3 separate regions of the Mus musculus genome follow, and all the other regions are linked to region 2. Evidence: chromatin contacts called from public capture Hi-C data. All regions are on one chromosome and are shown on one strand. Each heading gives the region's core, a stretch centred on a gene start, on an enhancer-like site or on the middle of the called end of the contact. The rest is flanking DNA. Distances are from core to core; before and after follow the strand shown. Region 1 has its middle 23 kb from the start of Gm34952. Region 2 has its middle 21 kb from the start of Llph. Region 3 has its middle 11 kb from the start of 4930471E19Rik.

Region 1 (4,689 bases), core at 424-2,923, 300 kb before region 2:
TCCCGAATCTCTTCCCTTCTGTGTCACTTTCACTTCTAGGTCAACAAATATTTGACCGTTTTGAACAGATGTGTTTGTAAACTTACATGAGGAGCTCTTGAGAAGTAAGTTAGGGCAAGAGAGAACACTGCTTCTTCTCTCTCAGGAGAACCTTTAGCATGTAATCTCTACCTAACATGTCTCTGGGCAGATTATGATCTATGTCCAAAAAGGCTGGAGGAAGCCACGGGAGGATGCAGGCTCCCTGACTTGCCAGTCAGCACCTTCAGCTCTCTCCAGACCCAAAGTCTGGACTAGGTGAAACCAGCCAGCTCCATGCCTGGCTCAGGTCGAACCACAAAGTCACGCCTAACGTAGATTTGCCCATTGGCTGCAGGCCGGGCGCCCCTCAGTCTGAGGGGGGCGGAGTCTGGAGGGGGTGGAGTCTATCGGCAACTGGGCCACTGCTCCCACCCTTCTAGGGGACCCTTGTTTGGCGGTTTCTTTTTCCTCTTTGGGAAAAAGTTACCAACTTCATTGGCGTCGCTGCTCTGCAACTAGTCCCTCCAACCCCGCTCCCGGAGGCTGAGCTCAGATGCTCCGCAGACGCCGCCCAGCGGTCCAGGCCAGGGGCCCCGTGCCTCTGTCGGGGTCGCCTTTTCTCTGCTTGCACCCACGGCTACACCGATCTGCACAGCAGCATGGAGCCCGCACGCTGCCGGGTCCCCTCTCCTGACGTACACCTACCCCACCCCCTAACCAGTAGGACACTCTCCATCCTACTCCGGGTCCTCTTACGTACACCACCTTCACTCTCACCGAGGCTACCTAGAGTCACAGCCTCCTCCCTCCCGGTGGTGGCCGCCTTCTGTGCGTTCCCTAGGGTTCGTCATGCGCTAAATCTCCTGGCTCACATTTAGGGATCATATCCCCGCGCGCGCATTTTCCGAGATCACCCACGTGCTCTCATTCTCATTCTGCCCCAGCAACGGCCCGCATTGCGCGGTGGCCCCTCGAGCCGCGGATCGTGGGAACCAGGCTGGGCCCCTTCGTCCCTGTCCCTCCTAGGTCATCCATCTCCCACCCAGTCTGCTGCCGAGACTTCAAAGGCGCCCCTGCCGGCGCGGGCCCCCTGACCCCGTGCGCAGAGCAGACGGCTGGGGCGCTCGGCGCGGAGGGAGGCCAGTTGGCTCATCCAGACACGCTCGGTCCTGCAAGTGGCTGCGTGGGTACCGAAACGGCCTTGGGTCTAGCCGTACAATAGCCTCTGACAAGGCCGTACCACGCTCGGGCCACCTAGGGTTGTCCCCCACCCCCATTCCCAACCCTCCGCCAGCAAGGTCCTTGATTCGTTTCTTCCGGAAGGAAATCTGGATCAGGACTGACTCCTTTCCAAGCAGAATAAGAAAAATCGTTCCCAGCGCTTGCTCCCCCTCCTAAAAATAAAATAAAATCAAATCAAAATAAAAATAAATAAGAGTCTCCCCTGACACTTAAGCAGCACTTCCTTCTTTCTTCCCTCCGTCCCATTCGGACACCCCTAATTGACAGACTCTAATCCCCGGATCGGAACTACTTCTGCCGGGAAGATTTGGCCGGCTTTTCCTTTTCTCTCAGCATTCCTGAAAAGCCAATTCGTTCTGAGCTGCGTTGATGGAGGGCAGGGGGGAGGAGGGTTACTTCCAACTTCTGGCACCACCTGGGTGGTCGCCATAACCCAGCGGTTCCCTGTCAGCTGTGTATTCTCCTCCACTCTATAAAGGCGGCTTTGCGGGAATCGTTAAGGCTCTTCGCCATCGATCTGCGGGGTACATGTATTGATTTATACTTATAATCAACTACAGTGTGAGATTTCGGGGAGGGTGATGGTGTGTTCCCGGTGCATAACTAACTGTGGCTGTGTGTTTGGAGATGTTGAGTTCAAGCGAAACAGCTTTTTGCATGAGGCTCTCTAAACATTCTTTTTCACACACTTAAAAATATTAAGGCTGTGCTCCACAGTTCAGCATTTTGATTGGCTGTGGTTTTCTGTAGGTAAAACACTCCAAGAAAAGATGGGGGAGGGGGGGTTACGGGGAGGGGGCGTGTCTCAGCATAACTTCGAGTCCTTTAAAAGGAATAGGTTAAACTTAGTCGGCAGCACTAAGATACATATTATACATACAAGGGAGAACACAGAAGCCCTGAGACTGCCACTAAACAACTCAGGCTCACAGCTTTCTCCACCCTAACAATGTTTCCTCACTCTGAGGAATCATTGGTGATCTTCTGGTATGAAAGTCTGAGCTGTGAGCAAGAGAGCAAACTGGACAGGAATTGCTCAAAGGTGGAAGACATCAACTGCTCTGCCTTACACAGGATTTGTCGTCCAGTGGTGCCTGGGCCTTACGGTACCAATGTGGATGGGGGTACGCAGACCCTACCTGGAGGTAATTAGGTCTTTGGGACACCAGTCTCAAAACCTGCTAGGTTAAGGTGGTTCTTGTGGAACCCTGGTTAGTTCTGACGAGATGAGTTGTGGTCCTGATCTTGTCTAGCTTCCTATGTCATCATATAACTGCTCCCTCTCCCACGTGCGTTTCCTTTCAGCCGTCCATGAGGTGACGAGCTTAAGGCTCCTCAGAGCCCAAACCAAAGAAGTTGCCTGATCTTGGGATTTCAGTTTTCATAACTTTTAGTCAAATAACCCTTATTTCTCTATAAAATACCCAGCCTGGGGTATTTTGTTGTGTTGTTGTTGTTGCAGCAAAAGAGAAAAGACTAACTTAGGATCATCCCAGCTGGACATGGTGCTATGTGCCTTTCATCCCAGCCACTAGGAGCCAGAGTCAGGCAGATCATGAGTTTAAGGCTAGTTTGGGTTACATATTGAGTTCCAGAACAAAACTAGAGAGACCCTGTCTAAAACAAACAAACAAACAAACAAACAAACAAACAAACAAACAGAAAACCCAAAACAAAACAAAAAAACAAACAAAAAACCAAAATAAAACAGCAAAATAAGTTATTAGAATTATATCTCATTTAAAGTATGAACAGAAGTTATAAGTTTACATTTTTAGGAAAATTTAATTTTTAGCAGCAACACAGAACAGTGAAGAGCAGTTCATGACAGTATTCCTGAACAAAAAAGACCCCTGTAAGAGGTTGATAGTCAAGACCATTTATTTCATCTAGCAATGGATTTCTACGTATCTCTTCTGAGGCAATATTGGTCTTTATTTTGTCTCTGAGTAAGTACACAAGTCTCCAAGCGATGAGTTAGTACTCATATCCCATTCACTAATAGATAAATAACGCTGTAATAACAGCTCTTATAAGGTGGGCTCCTGACTTTCGTATGAAATTGTGCCCCTTGTTTTTGTTCCCAGAAGTAGAATTTGCTGAGGTGGATGGTCATGTGTCTTCTTCATCTTTTGCCCTTCTCTCCATATGCTCCTTGGGTGCACTAAGAAGACGGTCGCCTCCGCTCAGTTTGGGGTGTGAAATACGCAGTTTTAATTTAGTATTTTGTAACCACAAGTTCCAATCTTTGAAAGCACCATGGTTCAGTAGAATGTCCCAATGGGGGTAAACCTGTGTGCCCTTTCATGGTTTTCTGTTCATTTTGGACTATTTTCTAAATTGCCACCTAATTTCCTGCAAAGGAAATCTCTCCCTATGTCAAACCAACACTTTTCAAGTAGGACAGATTTGTAAAGTTCAGACTACCTCTGGTTTATAGTCTATACCAAACTCTAAGGCTTGGTCACGAAGGATTCCTGCCTGCTATATAGCATCAGCCCCCTGTCTCCTGCCTCCAGCCCCCACCCCCTCCCCACTACTCTATGCTGAAAGCCTTCAACCATGTCATGTATATTAAAGATCAGGAGCACTGGGCCTTTTCAGCTTGATGTTGCCCTGTCTTCCCATCCCTCCTCACCCTATTTCTTTACTTTTGTGTCATCCCCATTGAGCCTCCTGCTGACAAAACACTGTTTCCTTATTCATTTTGTATTGAGTTTCCACCCTAGAGCTAGCCCAACAGCTGTGTCTGCAACTTACTGGCTTTGCGACTTACTAACTGTCCGATTCAGTTATTTAACTTCAGGAGGTTTTCCATGTCTTTATTTGTAGGTGGGTAATAGAATTATGGGGAAATATGGAGACTTAGATACAAAAACACATAGAAAGCTCTTAGAATCAAGTGTGGGGTCGAGCAAAACTTACAGTATTGTATCATGTTACTATTAAAATCAGTTGGTGGCCTGTGAGGTAGTTCAGTGGGTGAAGAAGCTGGCCACCAAGCTTGATGACCTGAGTCCCACCCCAGGATGTACATGGTGGAAAGAAAGGACCAAGCTCTGGAATCTGTCCTCTAACATCCCCACAAAGGCTGTGAGTGGTACGCCTAGCCTAATGTCCACCATGAGTAAATATAATAAGTATTTAATTTAAAAAGTAAGACTGTCAATAAGGTTTTTGGGTTTGTTTTGTTTTGGTTTGGTTTGTTGTTTTTTTTTTTTTTTTTTTTTTTTTTTTTTTTTTTTTCCGAGACAGGGTTTCTCTGTATAGCCCTGGCTGTCCTGGAACTCACTCTGTAGACCAGGCTGGCCTCAAACTCAGAAATCTGCCTGTCTCTGCCTCCCAAGTGCTGGAATTAAAGGCGTGCTCCACCACCACCCGGCAATAACTGTTTTTGGTTTGTTACTGAAATATGGTTTTTGCAGG
Region 2 (4,653 bases), core at 1,114-3,613:
ACACATGAGTGGGACCAGGAAGGAGGAACTTTACAGACAGTAAAGTCAGTGAAGCTGGACATTGCCAGCCTGAAGGTAACCAGGCTCCCAGAGCAAACGCCTGCTTTCGAAAAGGGGGGTGGGGCTGGGGGATGTCTCAAAAATAGGGAAGAATTTGGTGACTAGCATAAATGTAGGGATAAAAATCACCATCCTCAAAAAAGGTACAGGTGTTCTATACAGTCTACAGGTATCCAACACATTTCTTATTTGAATAGATGGCGTATGATGAGAAAATACAATGAGAATATGTAGACTATTTGAAAGCGTGATCACCACGAATAACTCATGGACATTGTGGAAGTTCCCAGACAGGGCTGGGTGCCACAGGTATCTGGGAATCCAGGGAAGAGTTTGTGTTTCTCTCTGTGCCTCTCTTATTTCTTTGCCCTTTGTCCCCCCTCTCCGACCCCCCCAGTCCTTCCTCTCATACCGCAGCATCTACAAAAGCACAGAATAGTTCCCCAATGTGGTAGAATATAAGCTCCATATTTTGTACAACTCTGGAAGTATTTTTGAGAATTGTAATGCATCTTAACAAGGCATCAACAGAGAAGACACACAACTACTCACACCAGGGATACGTGATATATATTTTTTAAATCCAAAGAACTTGAAGTTGGCCGGACTGGAGCAAAATTTCCCTACGGAGGTGCTAGAACCCATTCTCTGTCAACCTTTCCTTTTCTCTTCTCAATTATTTTCCTAGTCCTGCTGGAACGGTTCCTCTTGGCCCATCTCACTACCTGAAGGAAGTCTGACTGAGGTGTGGACAAGGCTACACAGGCTGCTTCATTGTGCACTATTTAACTTCTCTTGAATATCCTCAGATTCTGGTATCTGTCTTTTGTAACCTTCGGTTTTAGTTTAATGTGTGTGTGGTGGTGGGGCAGCTGGGAGACATATATTGGAAGTGACAGTGACTATTTTTAAAGAACAAAACAAAATTTTTGAAAATTGTACCTGATAATTAAGTCTCTCTGGGAGGCCATATGTTGATCCAGGTGTGGGGCGTTTGTTTATAAAGAAGTTTTTTTTTTGAAAGCTGGCTACACTTAGAGATAATCTCTGTAAGGTTGGTCTCACTCACCTACATTTAAGTTAAACCACTTGATTTCAATTAAATAAAGCCATGGTGTGTTCCATAGCAAGTATTCCCAGGTCTGAGGCGGCTGCAGTTACTTACTTCAGTTTAAGAAACATTATGGGGGGGGGGGGGGAGAGAGCTGACTCAGGATGTCAGCCCACTGCCTCCTCTTGCAGAGACCCAGATTCAATTCCCAGCACCCACACTGTGCACGCAACCACCCGTAACTCCAGATCCAGCGATTCTGATGCCCTCTTCTGGCCTCTGCAGGCATTTGATTCTTGGACTACACAGACACCCGTGCAGGAAAAACACCAACACACATAAAAAACAACTCTTCAAAACAAACAAACAAACAAGGAACCATTGTCAACCACTTCCAATTGGAAGGGGGGGAAAAAAAAAGAACTCATTTATAAAAGTCCAAACTATTTATAAAAGAACATTCAAGAACCTGTAGTTGATCGTATATGAGAAAGTGGTCAGGGTTTGGTATGGAAGGAGAGAAACGTCATATGTATCTGAGTTCATCATGTGTACTTTTGCATGTTAAATAGAAAGGAACTATCTCAGCAGGTAAAGTGTCAAGATTGGAAGCAAGAGGACCTGAGCTTTGGTAACCAGAACCCACTGCAAACCCTGTATGGCGGTGTCAGGAGGAAGAGAAGGAGGAGGGGGAAGAGGGGGAAGAGGAGAAGGGGAGGAGAAGGAAGAGGAGAAGGAGGAAGGAGAAAGAGGAGGAGGAGGAAGAAGACAGGGAAGGGGAGAGGAGGAGAAGGAGGAAGGAGGAGGAGGAGAGGGAGAAGAAGAAGAAGAAGAAGAAGAAGAAGAAGAAGAAGAAGAAGAAGAAGAAGAAGAAGAAGAAGAAGAAGAAGAAGAAGAAGAAGAAGAAGAAGAAGAAGGGGGGGGGGGAAGAGAAAAAAGAGGAAGAAAGTGAATTCTGCTTTAATACTTGAAAGTGCACCGTTAAATTTCCCTCTTCTATGTCTTGGTGGCTAGGGCATCCCTAGCAGTTTAAATATGGCTGATATTTACATCTCATCTGCTAATACTTTGTAGGGAATTAGTTTAAGCAATTAAAACCTTCCCCTTCCCCCTACCACCCATAAAACAGAGGGCTGTGAAAGAAGAAGCCAACTAGCTGCTTCTAGTCCAAACTGAAACTTGATGCAGTTTTAGTAATTGCTTCCTCAAGACCCTTTACTGCCATCTGTGGGGCATTTACAGGTATTACCGCCCAGACTCCCTGCTGACTTCAAGACAATAGAGAATTAGGGGGTTGTGGGGAGAAGGGACCGTGGCCTACAGGACTGTGAGAAATGCCTCCAAACAGACTTCTGGGTCCTTCCAAAGGCTGACACTGCTCCTGTCTGCACATCACTGATAAACGGCTGAGTCCTTCAGGTAGGTCTCTCCTGCTGTTGCCTTCCTGCAAACGCCTGTTGCATCCAGGTCTCGAGAAGGAATGTTGCTGTTGTATCTGGAGGTCCCTGCAGGCCACGGCAAAGATCCCTTCAGCAGTGTAGGACCCTCTCTGGGGGAAATGGTTTTTAAGGAGTGTGAATTCAACTTTCCATCACTTCTGGAGGCAGGGCCATAAATTCCAAAGGTCTCGGGCAGGCCTGGTGGAATGCAGCATTTCAGACAAGCTCCAACGATGGGAAACAGATTCAAGTAGGTGCCATCAAAGAAGGCAACTGGTCATTGGAGACGCAGCTGAGGTTGGGGTACTGGGGGTTCAGGGAGAGGAGAGGACAAGAGAGAAGCCCTGTGGGGCTCAGGCAGCCAGGAAGCCCCTCATCATAAAGACAGAAATAAGGTTTGGCTTCATTCTTTTCAGCCCACTGATTGCTTTATTTCAAATTATCCTAACTACTTAGCATGGTAAATTAAGTTGAAACCCCCACAAGTTTGAGGAGGATGTCATCTAATCTGATTAAAAGGAATATTCCTCGTCACAGGCTGGGAAGGAAATGAAAATTACTCAGAGTGCACCGCTATTTGCTAATTTGCATAGGCTTGCACATGCTATGCATCAGAAGAGCATATGCTCTTTACTTTTAATGAAATAATTTCCCCTCTCTAAAGACCGTTAGAGTCTCTGTCCTTCCTATCTGTCTTTCTTTCTTCCCATCTGTCTCTTTTTGAATGTTAAGATTATTTCATGGGAAGGGTACATAAAATATGCTAATAATCTCCCCGCTGCGGGCAGGGCTGGGAGGTCCTGCTGCTGCCTCGCTGAGCGTCCCAAAGGTCCCCCTTGCCAATCTCATATAATTAAAGGCTCCCTTTACAGCCCTTAGAAGGTTAGACTTGATTCATCTGAGGCTTCCATTGATGGGGCAGGCGGTTTAAACCCAATCCTTTGGCTCGACTTCCCAAATAACTTCTTCCTGACCCCAAGGAATAGCGCCTAAATCAAAATGAAAATGAAGGGGAGAAAAATCTCCATCAAGCTCATGCCAACCCCCATCAGCAAGGTCTGTGATGGTCCCCTTGTGGCTGCGCATGCGCTGTCACTACCTTTGAAAGGTGGCTGTTTTTTGTTTTTTTGTTTTTGTTTTTGTTTTGTTTTGTTTTGTTTTGTTTTTTTGCCTCCTCTGCTCTTTAAGGAAAAAACAAACAAACAAACAACAACAACAACCCTGGACAAACATTGGCCGCTGCTGAAGGGGTCGCTCTCATTTTATCAATGGAGGCAAGAAGGCCCAGAGAGATGAGATGATGGGTTAGCAGCCAGAGGCTGGGGAAAGATAGGAAGGTTGAAATGGAGCTATGTTTTGGAGTCTCTGTGGATATTCATTCACTTTTGGTAATATTTTAGCAGATCTCATGTCTAGTTGTAATGTAGCCAACAGAGGAATTCTAGTGAATTCCCCAACAAAATTACATTAGGATCAAATGTGATCGTTATAAACACTATCCAGATGTTGGGGATGGACTGCATATAGCTCTTTAAGCCCCAAATTACAGTATAATAAATGCAAGCATGGGGACCTGCCAATACATCTGAACTTCGTGTCGGAAACCAGGTCTGACCTTAATTTAACTCTATAAGGAACCATGAGTTTCCTCACTTGAGAGGTAAGGCTGCATCCGAAGAGCTCCAAGTCCTGTAGTGTCCCAGGCTTTACCGCTCCCTTGAAGTGGGATCGGATCCGGTTCTGGAGCCCAGCCAACTCGAATGCAAGCATTTTATTAACACATTTAGAAAGGAAACAGAATTGCAACTAGAAATAACTATCGAGGTTATAAAACAAACTCGTGAGATTGAAGGGCAGCGTTAAGGTTGCATGTGTGCTTTGTAAATCTCCGGGAATTAAGATACTACAATAAGCACACATGAAAATGTGTTGAACCTTAAACACAAGATGCCAACTAGAACAGGCATATGGAGAGAGGGTACTGAGAGAATAAAACTTCATACTCTGCCCCTGGAGAGTGTTCTTAAACATCAACAGTTGATATAAATTGATACATATGTGTTATAACTTATATCAGCAGTGAGCAGGCATAATTACGATCTC
Region 3 (4,932 bases), core at 1,903-4,402, 400 kb before region 2:
CATGTGGTACACAACACACTCAGGTGTGTGATCTCTCTCTCTCTCACACACACACACACAAACACTTAAACAAATATTTTTAAAAGGAAGTACATGTGAGAGATGCCATCAAGTACAGGGGAAGCAGAGAAGAGCAGAAAGGGTCAGATCAAAATCATTTGAGTAGTCTTTAATTTGGTTTCATTGATCAAACGAGACAGACAGACACACACACACCACACACACACCACACACAACACCACACACACACACACACACACACACACACAAACAAACAAGAGGCAGAAAGGCCTGGGGATGGTAAAATGGACAAATACAAAATATTGTAACAGGAATTACAGTAGCTCAGCCTTGAAGTTAGAGAAGTTTATTATACTGGGAAGCGGTCACATACGTGAAAAGATGGCTTTTCATGTCTTTTATGGCTTTTTGTAGATGATTAATTAAATACTCTGAGTGTTTCATTAAAAGTATGCATTCCTTTCAAATTAAAGCATGCACAGACCTGTTATGAATGAATTCACTGGGCGAATGAAAGGCGCATTTACTTCCAAAGGAATCCTCTGGCAAATTTCATTCTTGACATTGATGAAATGCCCTGAATATATTTTAACAGTGCATTGAACAAACGACAGGACTAATTGGTTTCTTCCTTACTATTTTTTGCCATGTTTAATGCATTTATAGGGAATCCAACAATGTCAAGTGTTTTATTCCATTGGGGGGAAAAAAGCCTCTTGCTAACATGGGAAAACAGAGGAACAAGTGAGATTGCCCCCACAATTCATGGGACACTCTTAAGTTCCCACTGTGTGCAAATCATCTTGCAGAATGCTGCACACAGCAGAAAAGAAAATAAACCATGTTTCTACCCGCTGGAAACTCAGAATGCCACAGGAGAGACGTGCGCACGAAACAACTGTAATGTAAGACAGACCCTGGTTAAGTAAGTGCTAAAATAATAAAGGTACAAAGCCCTTGGGGAGTAGAAGGCATGGAGGGATTAGGTCTGATCGGAAAGGGATTGAGAAAGTCTTCCTGGAGGAGGAACGCCTGGAGTATGGCCTTGAGAGATGGCTGGGAATTCAACAGAAGACCCCAGGGAGAAGAGAAAAGAAAGGGCCTGTGTGGTCTCTGCTCTGCAGGGCTGTGGTCTAGAGGGGTTTGAGTGTTTCTCTGGGTAATCTTGAACTGTCACGTGAAAGAGACATGTCACACAGAAAATACACAGATCGGCTTGAAATTGATCCGAAAACTCGGCTATGTGACTTCAGAGAAGGAGAGGGAGAGGGAGAGAGAGAGAGACCCTATCAGGCCTGGAGTGGGGTCAGTGAAAGTGACAGATGTAATTAGACACTGAGCAGATCGGCTTTTGAAAAATTAATCTGCTCGCTGCTCCTATACATTGACTGTTGTGGCCTTAAAAGGAACTTTGGGGCGGTATTCACTCCTGTGATTTTTTTTTTTTAATTATTTATTGCCTTGCCCTTGGCCCTAAAATAGGAACTAACTGCTAAGACTACAAGCTACATAGGGCTCGATCTATGAGAAGATCGCTACCAACTAATAAAACCTAGCAGTGGCACCCTCTGTATAGCTGTATCCTCCACTCCCTTGTGTGGAATCTGAGGCAGGGGGTTGGTGGATCCTTGAGGAAACGTGAGTTTCATGAGATTCTTCTGTTGGGGTGCTAGTACTTCCTACTGCCTTGCCTTAAGAAGATTCATTTCTATTTGGCTACCAGTTAGAGGTCCAAAGGTAGAGAATGTTAAAGCCGAGGGAAGAGCGAGGGACATCCAGCCTGCGCGTCGCCGCAGACTTCAAGCTGGAAGTGAGAGCCAGCCTACCTGAAGCAGGGTTAGGACCCAATCTCACCCTAACTTTTAGAAACGTTCTTCCCTGTACCACGCTTTCTTTATGATCCTCTCTCTGTGTGTCTCTTTCTTTTTCTGTGTGTGGGAGTGTGTATGTGGTGTACTGTGGTGTGAGTGTATGTGTGTGTGTGGTATGGTGTGTGTGTGTGTATGGTTTGATGTGTTGTGGTATGTTTGTATGTATGTGTGTGTGTGTGGTGTGTGTATGGTGTGTAGTGTGGTGTGTGTTTCTGTGACTCCGGGTTTAAGCACTCAGCAGGATCATAAGGATTCATGTTTGCTAAGCCAGAGAAATCAAATGCATAGCATCAAAACCCTCCCACTTGGAAAAACATTAGAATCCTGGGAATTTCTGGAAACACCAGAGAGCCCAGCCCCAGGACCTGCAGTGTAAACACTGTGGCTAATTTGTTGAAGTGAGATGCCATTGGTGATTCTCCCTGCCTTGAGAGACGACAGGACTCCCGGGCGGAACAAAGCAGATTGCTGTAGTAGATTGCCGGCCTGCAGAGGCCGGCTGTGGAGAGTGATCAGGAAAACACCAGACACGGTACTGAGACAGATCATCTTTCTTAAAGAGGAGTTAAAAAAAAGAAAAAGAAAAAGAAATTTAAAAAAAGAACTCAAAAGGAATTCCCCTCCCCGGGAGTTTGCCTTGAAGAGGGCAATCATTTCTCTGGCTCCGCTCCTGCCCACAGACTGTTGGACACAACGGGAGAGCGAAGCTTGGCTCTGCTCGCTCGCTTGCTTACAGAAGCAGCTCTCAGACCAGTGGACAAGGCTAACGCTGCCGAGAGCAAGCTGAAGGCTGGATAGCACTCGAGCAATCGAGTTAGACACAGTTAACTCTCAACAAGCGTCCTGCTCACTATGATTTCATAGGGCTTATTCATATAACCAAAAAACGGTGCTCTTCAGCACTTAGTTGTTTATTATTATTATCATCATTATTATTAATCAAAGCAAGGTGTCCATATGCTGGTCTGCAGAATGGCCTCCCTGGCCTACCAAAGTTTACCATTTCGACTAGGTTTGATCTGGGGCTTACGGCTTTTTCTTTTTCCTTCCCATGGATTTAAAGACTATTCTATTTATTTGCATGGAGTGTTTTAAAAATATCTTTTTAAGTTCTCATTTCCACTCATCAATAGAATACTTCTACCCTCTTTCTATTCTGGTACTAAAGAATGGAAAATCTAGCGCTAAGATCAGAACACTGCCCTTCCTCATGCCCAGGCTACTACTGGAAAATTCCGGTTACCAGACTGCGGTGGCTCACCCAGGAGGAGGTGGTGCAGCTCAGACAGGACTCACTTCTTCTCCTGTGCATTTTCAGGGCGTGGCCACTTTGTCTTCCTAAAAACAGCATTTTAAATGATACTTCCTTTAGGAAATAAGACCCACTTTGGGGTTTTTAAGAGTACTTACCTTCAAGGAAAAAAATTTAAGGGCCACAAAATGCCCTCTGAGGTTGGCTTAGTGGAAGGTAGAAGTTTCTTCTATTTTCAGTTCCAGCTAGGAGGGCAACCATTATGATGCACTTTGAAATGCTATTAGTCAATTTTTTCAGTATTCTAATTCTAGGTGGCAAATGGCATTGACTCTCAGTTGCTTGTGGCTGCAAATAGTCTCTCTCTCTCTCTCTCTCTGTGTGTGTGCGTGTGTGTGTCTCCCCCTCTCTGTCTCTTTTTGTCTCCCTCTCTCCATCTCTGTCTCTGTCTGTCTGTCTATCTCCCTCTCTCTGTCTCTCATTTTTCTCTGTCTCCCATCTGTCTCTTCTCTGTCTGTCTGTCTCTTTCTTTCTCCCTTCTGAATCTTTCTTTCTCTCTCCCCCCCCCCCCCTCCCTACCTCCAGGGAGGATGTGAATATAGGCAGTGAGATTTCATCTTGCTCAATGAATATGTTCAAGTTGCCTTCATCTATCTCATTCTGGGGTGAATGGCTGACTGGGACTTGCTCTAATGGGACACTTTAAACCAGAGGCACAAGCAAGCATCTTCTTGCATTCCATTGGCCAGAGCAAATCATATGGTAAATTTGGGGAACACACTTTGCCTGCCCTATACAAAGATCCTGCAGACGTAAATGACAAGGGGTATGGTGTATGGGCTGAAAATCCTCCCTCACCCCACTGCTGGGGATCAAACCCAGGGTTTTACACATGGTCAGCAAGCGCTCTATGTCCTATCTCCAGTTTTCCAAAAGCTTTTTCTTTTCCCCATAATCATTCATGTTTATTTTAATTAAAATATAATTACAATACTTTGCCCCTCTCCTTTCTTTCCACCACTCCTTTCATGCCTCCCCCTCACCCACTCTTAAATTGATGGCCTTTCCCCTCTAATTATTATTTTTACATATATCTGTTTTGCTGTTATACACACACATATATGTGTATATATATATGTGTGTGTGTGTAACTATCTGTATCTATATCTATGCATCTGTATGTGTTATATATATGGTTATGTATATATGTCTATACACACACACACACACACACACACACACACATATATATATATATATATATATATATATATATATATATATATACACACATATCACATGCACAGATGCACATAAGTATGTATAGCCATACTGTACTGAGTCTGGGTAGTGCTGCAAGGGTATGGATGATTTCAGGGCTGATTACTTGGTATTGAGCAGTGAGAGAATTGTTCCAAATCTGCTGCTGTGAGGATTTTATAAGAAAAGCAAATACCACTTTATCTAGAATTAGTATACAACACAGTTTTTCAACCAAGAGTAAGAGAAAGGCTTTTTAAAAGCATAGCTTTATAGGAAGATCTTTATATATATATTTTTTCCAGTAAAGATTAAATTATCTAGATAGCAAATGTGGGAGATAAATAATTACTAAGTCCACTAAGAAACCACCTCTTTTGTAACATTAGCTTATTCATTCATCAGTGGGATAGTTATTGTTACTCTATGCCAGGAAGGAGTTATAGTACACTAAGGAACTAGTTATACACTGTAACTAGTCATATATAACTAGGAGTTATAAAGATACACCAGTGAATGGGAAGAAAA

What was found. Capture Hi-C pulls out chosen DNA fragments and counts their contacts.
Region 1: a contact with region 2 is called in a capture Hi-C map of embryonic tail, with 4 times the contacts expected there. The contact joins two enhancer-like sites. A contact is called at or near these places in 16 of 484 Hi-C or Micro-C datasets (adipose-derived mesenchymal stem cells, cortical neurons, embryonic fibroblasts and 4 more), 14 of 115 datasets of contacts at active chromatin or transcription factors (bone marrow-derived macrophages, craniofacial prominence, embryonic forebrain and 6 more) and 3 of 9 other capture datasets (embryonic stem cells, embryonic tail and embryonic trunk).
Region 3: a capture Hi-C map of embryonic trunk shows a contact between it and region 2, with 7 times the contacts expected there. The contact joins two enhancer-like sites. A contact is called at or near these places in 1 of 15 datasets of contacts at CTCF or cohesin (the NIH/3T3 cell line), 6 of 115 datasets of contacts at active chromatin or transcription factors (embryonic basal ganglia, embryonic stem cells, extraembryonic endoderm stem cells and 2 more) and 3 of 9 other capture datasets (embryonic stem cells, embryonic tail and embryonic trunk).

Annotation. Positions count from the first base shown.
Region 1 is chr10:120,549,020-120,553,708 of GRCm38.p6, reverse strand. No RefSeq gene overlaps it. Among named protein-coding and RNA genes, the nearest start is that of Gm34952, 23 kb to the right of the region's middle. RefSeq lists an enhancer at 112-1,751. Within about 2 kb of position 1,673, at least 93 of the 459 cell types and tissues checked have an H3K27ac peak or open chromatin away from gene starts, as enhancers often do. A contact at or near this core is called in bone marrow-derived macrophages, embryonic limb bud, embryonic tail and 1 more, where this site is marked.
Region 2 is chr10:120,245,296-120,249,948 of GRCm38.p6, reverse strand. No RefSeq gene overlaps it. Among named protein-coding and RNA genes, the nearest start is that of Llph, 21 kb to the right of the region's middle. Within about 2 kb of position 2,363, at least 39 of the 459 cell types and tissues checked have an H3K27ac peak or open chromatin away from gene starts, as enhancers often do. A contact at or near this core is called in bone marrow-derived macrophages, embryonic limb bud, embryonic tail and 1 more, where this site is marked.
Region 3 is chr10:120,644,616-120,649,547 of GRCm38.p6, reverse strand. No RefSeq gene overlaps it. Among named protein-coding and RNA genes, the nearest start is that of 4930471E19Rik, 11 kb to the right of the region's middle. RefSeq lists an enhancer at 93-3,505. Within about 2 kb of position 3,152, at least 86 of the 459 cell types and tissues checked have an H3K27ac peak or open chromatin away from gene starts, as enhancers often do. A contact at or near this core is called in embryonic tail, where this site is marked.